Linked DNA regions of Mus musculus: region 2 is linked to region 1. A link is a contact called in public Hi-C data. All regions are on one chromosome and are shown on one strand. Each heading gives the region's core, a stretch centred on a gene start, on an enhancer-like site or on the middle of the called end of the contact. The rest is flanking DNA. Distances are from core to core; before and after follow the strand shown. Region 1 overlaps Gm41302 (a long non-coding RNA gene). Region 2 overlaps Gm41303 (a long non-coding RNA gene).

What was found. Hi-C and Micro-C count contacts between places; a contact is called where the count stands out from the background.
Region 2: a contact with region 1 is called in a Hi-C map of colorectal tumor organoids, with 1.7 times the contacts expected there. The contact joins two enhancer-like sites. A contact is called at or near these places in 2 of 15 datasets of contacts at CTCF or cohesin (both in embryonic stem cells), 17 of 484 Hi-C or Micro-C datasets (the AML12 cell line, the NIH/3T3 cell line, colorectal tumor organoids and 9 more) and 5 of 115 datasets of contacts at active chromatin or transcription factors (embryonic limb bud, embryonic stem cells, pancreatic cancer cells and 1 more).

Annotation. Positions count from the first base shown.
Region 1 is chr15:37,123,022-37,127,130 of GRCm38.p6, reverse strand. It overlaps Gm41302 (a long non-coding RNA gene), which reads left to right. Exons shown (of 3, transcript XR_875170.3): 3 at 2,537-3,104. Among named protein-coding and RNA genes, the nearest start is that of Gm41301, 11 kb to the left of the region's middle. Within about 2 kb of position 2,685, at least 15 of the 459 cell types and tissues checked have an H3K27ac peak or open chromatin away from gene starts, as enhancers often do. A contact at or near this core is called in colorectal tumor organoids, where this site is marked.
Region 2 is chr15:37,191,589-37,195,797 of GRCm38.p6, reverse strand. Gm41303 (a long non-coding RNA gene) reads left to right here. Exons shown (of 3, transcript XR_001781593.1): 3 at 401-428. Among named protein-coding and RNA genes, the nearest start is that of Gm41303, 5.0 kb to the left of the region's middle. Within about 2 kb of position 2,802, at least 43 of the 459 cell types and tissues checked have an H3K27ac peak or open chromatin away from gene starts, as enhancers often do. A contact at or near this core is called in colorectal tumor organoids, where this site is marked.

The DNA of each region.
Region 1 (4,109 bases), core at 1,436-3,935:
TGTGGTGTGATGTGGTGTCCTGTGAGAGTGTGTGTATGTGTGTATTATTTACTATGTATCTAAATTAAATTCTTTTGAAAGTATGAAAGCTCAACAGAGGGAGACCTACTCTCTACCAGACAAGATAACAGATTCTATACAAGGAGAACTCTTGAGTCACAGAGACAAAAAATGACAACAGACCCTGCATTTAGCAGCAGCAAGTGGTAGATCAAAGACTGCTCACCCACAGGGGAGGGAAGTCAAGAAGAAATTGGGAGGCTCTCTGAGACTAGACACAGAGTTACAGCCACAATCTGAAGTAATTCACAATATGAAATGAGAATCAGGAAAGGATGGTACAACCATTGTGGGAACTATTACCAGAGACAATACAGTAACTCAACTTAAAAGTTTAACTTCCTGGTTCACTCATTAGTTACAGAAGGAAAATACTTTTGTTTGTTTGAGATCAAGTATTACTATGTAGCTTGGACTAGCCTTGAATTCACAGAGATCTGCCTGCCTCTGCCTCCTGAGTACCGGGATCAGAGGTGTGTGTCACTACAAAATGGTTTTCTCCTCCTCCTCCTCCTCCTCCTCCTCCTCCTCCTCCTCCTCCTCCTTCCTTTAGTTTTTTGAGATAGGGTTTCTTTATGTAGCCTTGGCTGTCCTGGAACTTGCTCTGTAGACCAGAGTGGCCTTGAACTCAAGAGATCTGCCTTTCACTGCCTCCCAAGTGCTAGAATTAAAGGTGTAAGCCACCACTGCCTGCCTGTCCACCCCCTTCTTTATAAAAAATAAAATAAACATTGTAAGCTGATAAAGCAAAGTCTAAGACACCTGTTTGCAACAGTTAATTTCCATTGCTAGCTACTTGACATCCAGAATCACTTGGACAGACATCTGGGCATGCTTGTAAGTCTCCTTTCCTTCCTTCTTTCCTTCCTTCCTTCCTTCCTTCCTTCCTTCCTTCCTTCCTTCCTTCCCTCTTTCCTTCCTTCCCTCTTTCCTTCCTTCCTTCCTTTTTAGTTGTGAGTACCCCTGTGTGTCTGTGTTTGGGAATGTGCATGTGAGTGTAGTCCCTATCATGGCCAGAAGAGGGGATCAAATCCCTTGGAGCTAGAGTTACGACATCAGCTGCTGCCCATACTGAGGTCGTCCGGAAGAGCATGGAGCACTCTGAAGCATTGCACCATCTCTCGGGTCAGGGATTGCTTTAATTGAGTTAGTTGAGATGGAAACAGCCACCCACTGTGGGTAGCACTGTTCCCTGAACAGATTGCTTGAAAGAGAGAGAGCTGTGTGAGCACCAGAGTGTGCAGAGTGGTCTTAGTCAGGTTAATATTGAGTGACTGGGGACTCAGTTTAAACTAGCTCAGCTATACACTGGTATTTAGTTCACTGACAGGATAGGCTAGGGTGTGGCTACAACAGACTTTGTTTCTTCTTCCTTCCTTCCTCCCTCCCTTCCTTCCTTCTCTCCCTCACTCCCTCCTTTCTTCCTTTCCTCCTACCTTCCCTCCCTCCTTCCTTTGTTGCTACCTTCCCTCCTCCCTTCCTTCCTTTCCTCCCTCCCTTCTTCCTTCCTTCCCTCTCTCCCTCCCTCCTTCCCTCTCTTCTTTCCCTCCCTCCCTTCCTTCCTTCCTTCTCTCCTTCCTTTGTTCCTACCTTGCCTCCTACCTTCTCTCCCTCTTTCCCCCTTCCCTATTTCCTTCCTTCTCTCCTTCCTTCCCCCCCCCTCTCTCCTTTCTTCCTTCCCTCCCTCCCTCCCTTCCTCCCTCCCTCTCTCCTTCCTTCCTTCCTTCCCTCCCTCCCTCTCTCCGTCCATCCTTCCTTCTTTCCTTCCTTCCTTCCTTCCTTCCTTCCTTCCTTCCTTCCTTCCCTCCTTCCCTTCTTCCTTTCTTGCTTGCTTCTCTGTATATGGAAGCTCCTCTTTTGCCTCCAAAGGCTGACTCATTCCATGTAGGCACCATGGCTGCTGAATACTTTCTGCCAGCTTTCCCAATCCAGCCATCTGGGACAGGAGTGTGCAAACTTCCACTGCCACCTCCCAGAGACCCACAATCTTAGAAAGTGTCATGGCTACATTAAAATGGGATGCTTGACTGGCCCCTATAACTACACTGTATGATTGAAATCAGGGAGGAGTTTCCTCCCGAAAGGTGTGTGTGTGTGTGTGTGTGTGTGTGTGTGTGCACGAGAGAGTGTGGTGTGTGTGTGCATGTGGATGTGTGTGTGTGTGTGTGTGTGTATGTGCATGTGGATGTGTGGGTGAGTGTGGGTGTGCATATGTGGGTGTGCATATGTGGGTGTGGGTGGGTGTGCACGCTCTCGAGAGAGTGTGATGTGTGTGTGCATGTGTGTGTGTGTGTGTACTCGAGAGAGAGAGAGAGAGAGAGAGAGAGAGAGAGAGAGAGTGTGTGTGTGGTGTGTGTGTGTGCATGTGGATGTGTGGGTGTGTGTGGGTGTGTGGGTGTGTGTGGGTGTGCACGAGCATGTGCACTAGAAGCCAACATATTATTCAAAACAACTTATTTCCCTGCTGTGTTCCCAGGCAGTGCTACGGAACTGAAACAGGACTGGAACTCTGCCCGCTGCCCTGCGAGACTTGGAGCACGTGTTCTCCACTCTCTGCAGAGACACATAAGTCTCATCTAAGGCTCCCTCTCATGAGGCCAGTGGAAAATGCATGGGTGTGACAGCATGTGCTCCTGGAATTGGTGTGTCATCAGAACAAGGAGAAAGTATGAGGAGGCGGGCGGAAGAGCACACAGGGATGTGTTGGTGGCCATTTCCCAGGCTTCTCAGGAGCAGACTGGCTGATTCTGTTACAGAGAGTTTCCTTGACTGCATGGCGATTTATATCTTCACTTCAGCTTCTGCCATGGAGAGCTCAATAAATCAGTGTGTGGTTTAATACAAGTTGCACACAAGGAACGGAATGAACGTTTATGACTGAGAAGGTAAACAAAAAGAGTCGAAGGCTTGGTGATCATACTTTGAAACTGCCATGCCGAGGACCAATTCCAACTTGAGGAGTGAAGGAGTGGCCCACAACTGTGGAGTGGGCAGAGAGGAGTCTCTCAGAATCCTGCTGGTGCTCCGCTGAGGAGCCTCCAAGTTGGGGGGTTGGAAGCAGATTGCTTTCTCCATTTTTCACTCTCCCCTCCACCCACAGCCACAGAATGTAGGCACAGAGGTGGTCTTAGAGTGGGTCCAGAGAGATGGCTCAGCAGTTAAGGACACTGGCAGCTCTTCCAGAGGATCGGGGTACAAATCCCAGCATCCACATGGTAGCTCACTGCAGTCTGTAATTCCAAGATCTTACACTCTCACATAGTCATACATGTAGGTAAAACACTAATGCACATACAAGAAAAGGTAAAATAATAATAATTATTATTTTATTAATAAAGATCCTAGAGTTAATTACTTTTTGATTCAGAGACACAAACACAAGGAAATGGCTATGTCTGTAAAGCAAGATGACCAGAGCTGAGAACTTGATCCCCCAGGATGTAGAGAAAATAAATGTCTTGGGGGTCAGAAGGTTAGGAAGTCAGAGTCCTTGGGAAACGGCATTTTTCACTTTCTCATCTGTGACACTTCAGATTTAAGCAGTCTTAAAACCTAGAATTGAAATAAATTGAACTTTGAAAGGTAAGTGAAGCCAGGTGGTGGTGGCGCACGCCTTTAATCCCAGCACTTGGGAGGCAGAGGCAGGTGGATTTCTGAGTTCGAGGTCAGCCTGGTCTACAGAGTGAGTTTCAAGACAGCCAGGACCACACAGAAAAAACCTCTCTCAAAAAAACCCAAAAAACCAAAACCAAACCAAACCAAAACAAACAAACAAACAAACAAAAAACAAAAAAACAAAAAAGGAGGAGAGGAGGAAGAAGAAGAGGAAGAAGAGATCTAGTCTACCAAAGCAAAACAAAAACAGTAGAAATCAACAGATTTTGGAATTAGACTTTTAATTACTTAACAGTGAAATGGGTTTTAAAATAGTGAATTTTTTTTTTTTTTTTTTTGATGATCTCTCTATGTAGTTCTGGCTGTCCTAAAACTCACCAGGCTGGCCTCAAACTCACAGAGATCCACCAACCTCTGCCTCCTGGATGCTAGGA
Region 2 (4,209 bases), core at 1,553-4,052, 69 kb before region 1:
TCTTGATTGGGATGTAGCTCACAGCTACTTCTCCAGCACCAAACCTAGATGCCAGCACGTCCTCTGTGAACTAAACCTCTGACCTGTAGTTAAATGCTTTCTTTTATAAGAGTTGCCTTGGTCATGGTGTCTCTTCACAGCTACAGAACAGTGACTAAGACAGGGACTTCTTAGGAATCCTGAAAAAAAAATAATTATGAAACAGGTTGTCCTTTCCTTTTTTAAAAGATGGCTACTGTCAATTTAAAAATAAAAGCATTTTGCTTATTGAGAAAAAAAAAACTTCTGAAAGTTTTTTGTTTTGGTTTTTATTTGTTTGTTTGTTTGTTTGTTTAAGATTAAAAGAAGCTGAGCTGGAGAGTTGGTTGAGCAGTTAAGAAAGCACTGACTTCTCTTCCAGAGGTTCTGAGTTTGATTCCCAGCAACCACGTGGTGGCTCACAACCATCTGTAATGGGAAACCAGTGCTCCCTTCTGGTGTGTCTGAAGACAGCTCCAGTGATTTCATATACACATACAACAAATAAACACATCTTTTAATAAAGCTTTTTTATTTATGTGTATGTGTGAGAGTGTGTGGCATGAGTTTTGGTCCCCATAGAGCTCAGAAGAGGTTATTGGATGTCCTTGAGCTGGAGTTACAGACGGTTGTGAGCCACCCAGCGTGGTGACTGGGAAAAACTGACATCCTATGGAAGAGCAGCAGCAGCTCTTAACCACTGAGCTACTTCTCCAGGCCTGCAAAGTTGCCTTTTCAGAGAATGACAGCACTCAAGAATGAAGACGCTCAAACCAAGCCATATGATGAAGAGTTTAAGGAACAGGCCATATGTTCTCCAAGATGGTATTGAAGAGGGACTACTACCTATCCTGCCTGTGGAAGAGCTCTGGTGGCCCCATGTAAGTTTCTATACAGACTATCTTTCTTCTAGATGCCATGGTGATTCTAAACTCACTTAAGTTATTCCTGAACAGTGAGGTTTACTCAGAGTACCCACATTCATGGGATACCTCGAGTCAGCCTCGAGGGCAGGAGCCCAGACAGCTCCCCAATATGTTCTTCTGTATTAAAGACTTCACTTCATAGCTCAGTCTCCTCCTTTTCTGTCCCCACTCCATAGCTCTATTTGTCTGCAAATGGCTATCAGTAAGCAAGTCTGCACAATCACTCAGGTCCAGTCCCAGAGGTAACTCTTTCAAGGTGCCTTGGCTCTTCTAACAGATGCACTTCTGGCTCAGGGGCTAAGCTGCACCACACCAAGGCTTTTGGCTGTGAATGGACTGTGCTGGGGACCCTGATCCAGTCCAGGCAGATGCTGGCACCTGGTTTGCTGCCTAGCTAGCAGGTGTCAACTGGTCAAGAGTCACAGACTTCTAACTCCTTCAGTTTGTTTGTTTGTCTGGCTGTCCAGGAACTCATTATGCATACAGAGTTCTGTTCTTGCCTGCCTCTGCCTCCCATGTGCTGGAATTGAAGGACGGGACACCACTGCCCAGGGAAGGATACATTCTTAAATACTGAGTACTGCCTTTGAAATACATTTTCCACCATTTTATTCTACTGTTTTATTCTGTTTTTATTATGTCTTGTTTTATGATAGGCTCTTGCTACATGGTCCAGGCTGCCCTTAAACTCACAATCTTCCTAGTTCTACCTCACAAGTTTTGAGCTACAGAAGTGAACCATCACACATTGTTTCATTCCATTTTCAAAAGAGGGCTGGAGAGGTGGCTCAGCTGTTAAGAGCACTGACTCCTCTTCTGGAGGTCCTGAGTTCAAATCCCAGCAACCACATGGTGGCTCACAACCACCCATAATGAGGTCAGATGCCCTCCTCTGGTGTGTCTGAAGACAGCTACAGTGTACTTACATATAATAAATAAATCTTTAAAAAGAAAGAAAGAAAGAAAGAGAGAGAGAGAGAGAAAGAAAGAAAGAAAGAGAGAGAGAGAGAGAGAGGGAGAGAGAGAAAGAAAGAAAGGAAGGAAGGAAGGAAGGAAGAAAGAAAGAAAGAAAGAAAGAAAGAAAGAAAGAAAGAAAGAAAGAAAGAGAGAAAGACTCAGCTGGGTGGATGTGGCACAGCTTTAATCCCAGTGCTCAGAGAGCAGAGGCAGGTGAATCCCTGAGTTCAAGATCAGGATGGTCTACAGAGCAAGTTCTGGGACAGCCAGGCCTGCACAGAGAAACCCTGTCTTTAAAAACCTAAAAAAAAAAAAAACAAAAACAAACAAATAAAAAGAGAATGTCCAATAGCTACATCAGCACCTCTACTTCCTCACAAAGTGCTTTTCCTTGAGGAAGGCCCCCTATTTACCCAAGGACACTGCCCTTCAGAGAGGTAGATAGGATTGACACTTGAAGCCACTGTCTCCTTGTGGTTCTATGAAATTCCTGAGCTAGCACTAAAGCAGACATGCTTCCCAGGTGAGTGCAAAGTGGGAGGAAGATGCTCAGGCCATGGGGATGGAGAGAGCAGACAAGTGAAGGGGGTGGGGACAGAAAGCCATTGGAGGGAGAGCCAGCCAGGATCACAGGACAGCCAAGAGCTGGCCCTCCACCCGGGAGTCAGTCTCTAGTGTGAACGTGGATCAGGAGTGTGGAGACAGCAGAAGCCAGTGCTGGGCTAGATAGGGGAACGCCTAGATCTTTCTCCAGAGTGTGAAGCCTTGGGTTCCTTTACTGCCGGCCACAACCCCAGTTTGAATACTTAACAAATTCTTACCTGCTACATTGTCATGGCCTCTGACAAAACTGTCTTTCTGAGGTAACTGTGGGAAGCTGCAGCCACACCTACTGCAGGGGAAGGTGAGTCATCTTACAAGGACACAGTGTTCCCCGGGAAGTTTGAAAGCCCGCCTAGAGGACTGCCTGTAACTTGTAGAGTCACGTGGCATTCCTCCCAGGCCCAGTTAAGCTGCTCCAATTTGTTATGGAATATTCCTTTGACAGTGTCTCAGATAAAGTTTTTTCACACATCTCTCAATTTGGGACTAGTGAGAGGTAGACAGATTATCCACAGTCGGCTACAGAGTGGGCTTAGGAGTTCAGGCCCAGCTTGGGTCTGGTGCCCACTTCTAATCTGAGGATTAGTGCTTGATTCCCTGCAGAGGTGGGGCAAAGCCTGTGCTAGTTGGCTGCAAAGGTCCCAGATAAAAATCTTCAAGGTGGGGGTGGTATGAAGAAGAAAAACAGCCGAGGAATAACTCAACAGAAAACCCTACCTTAAATCATTATCCTATTCTGGAGTTTGAAGATTCAATGGGTCATTTTAAATAAAAACAAGAACATCCTAAACTGAGGGATTGGGACTAGTTTAAATTGGACAATGAGAAACCTAAAGTGCCCTTTCAAGGATATTATTTGCCCTATAAAAACAGAATGTATTTGTTCACGGTAAACATGTCAGAACAGCGGCGGTGGAGAGCAAGTGTTGACTGGTCCCTGTCCAATCTGCCAACTCTCAGATAAAGCCTGGGCTCCGATAGGTGACACACTACCATGCCATTCACAGTGGGGGGCTTTTCTCATCCATCATTTCAGCACCACACATGAGAGTCTATCAAATTTTCAAGACAAGTGCTGTTCCCCTGACACGTGGTTGATCCAGAGTTGGGGAGGCTCCATTTGACAGCAATGCTAAAGTCATTGATTCCTGGCTTGTACCACAGAAGTGAGCGGTCCCAGGGCCGAGGGACAGAGTGACCATATTAAGGCTGGGTGTGGTCACTCACATCTTTAATCCCAGCACCCAGGAAGCAGAGGCAGGTAGATCTCTGAGTTCAAGGCCAGCCTGACCTACATAATGAGGACAGCCAGGGCTACATAGAGAGACCTTGTCTCAAAACTGAAGTTACAATTGATTGTGAGGTCTGAGAGCCAAACCTGGGTCCTCTGCAAGAGCAGTAAGTCTTCTCAACTGCTCAGCCAACTCTCCTCAACTGCTCAGCCAACTCCTCTCCTCAACTGCTCAGCCAACTCTCCAGCCTCCTGATTTTTTTCCTTTTAATTAACTCACTTCTTTTCTCCGAATCGACTATCTTTGAATAAAATTATTAGTTTCTCCCAAGTCTCCTGAGTGAATTTTATCCATGAATTTATAGCTTTGAGGAGCCCACTTTTCTTAAATTAATTGAAATACATAACTATTAAGAAGAAAGTTGACCTTAAAAAAAAATAAGAGAGAGCTAAGTAGATTTTGTGTAGTCATGA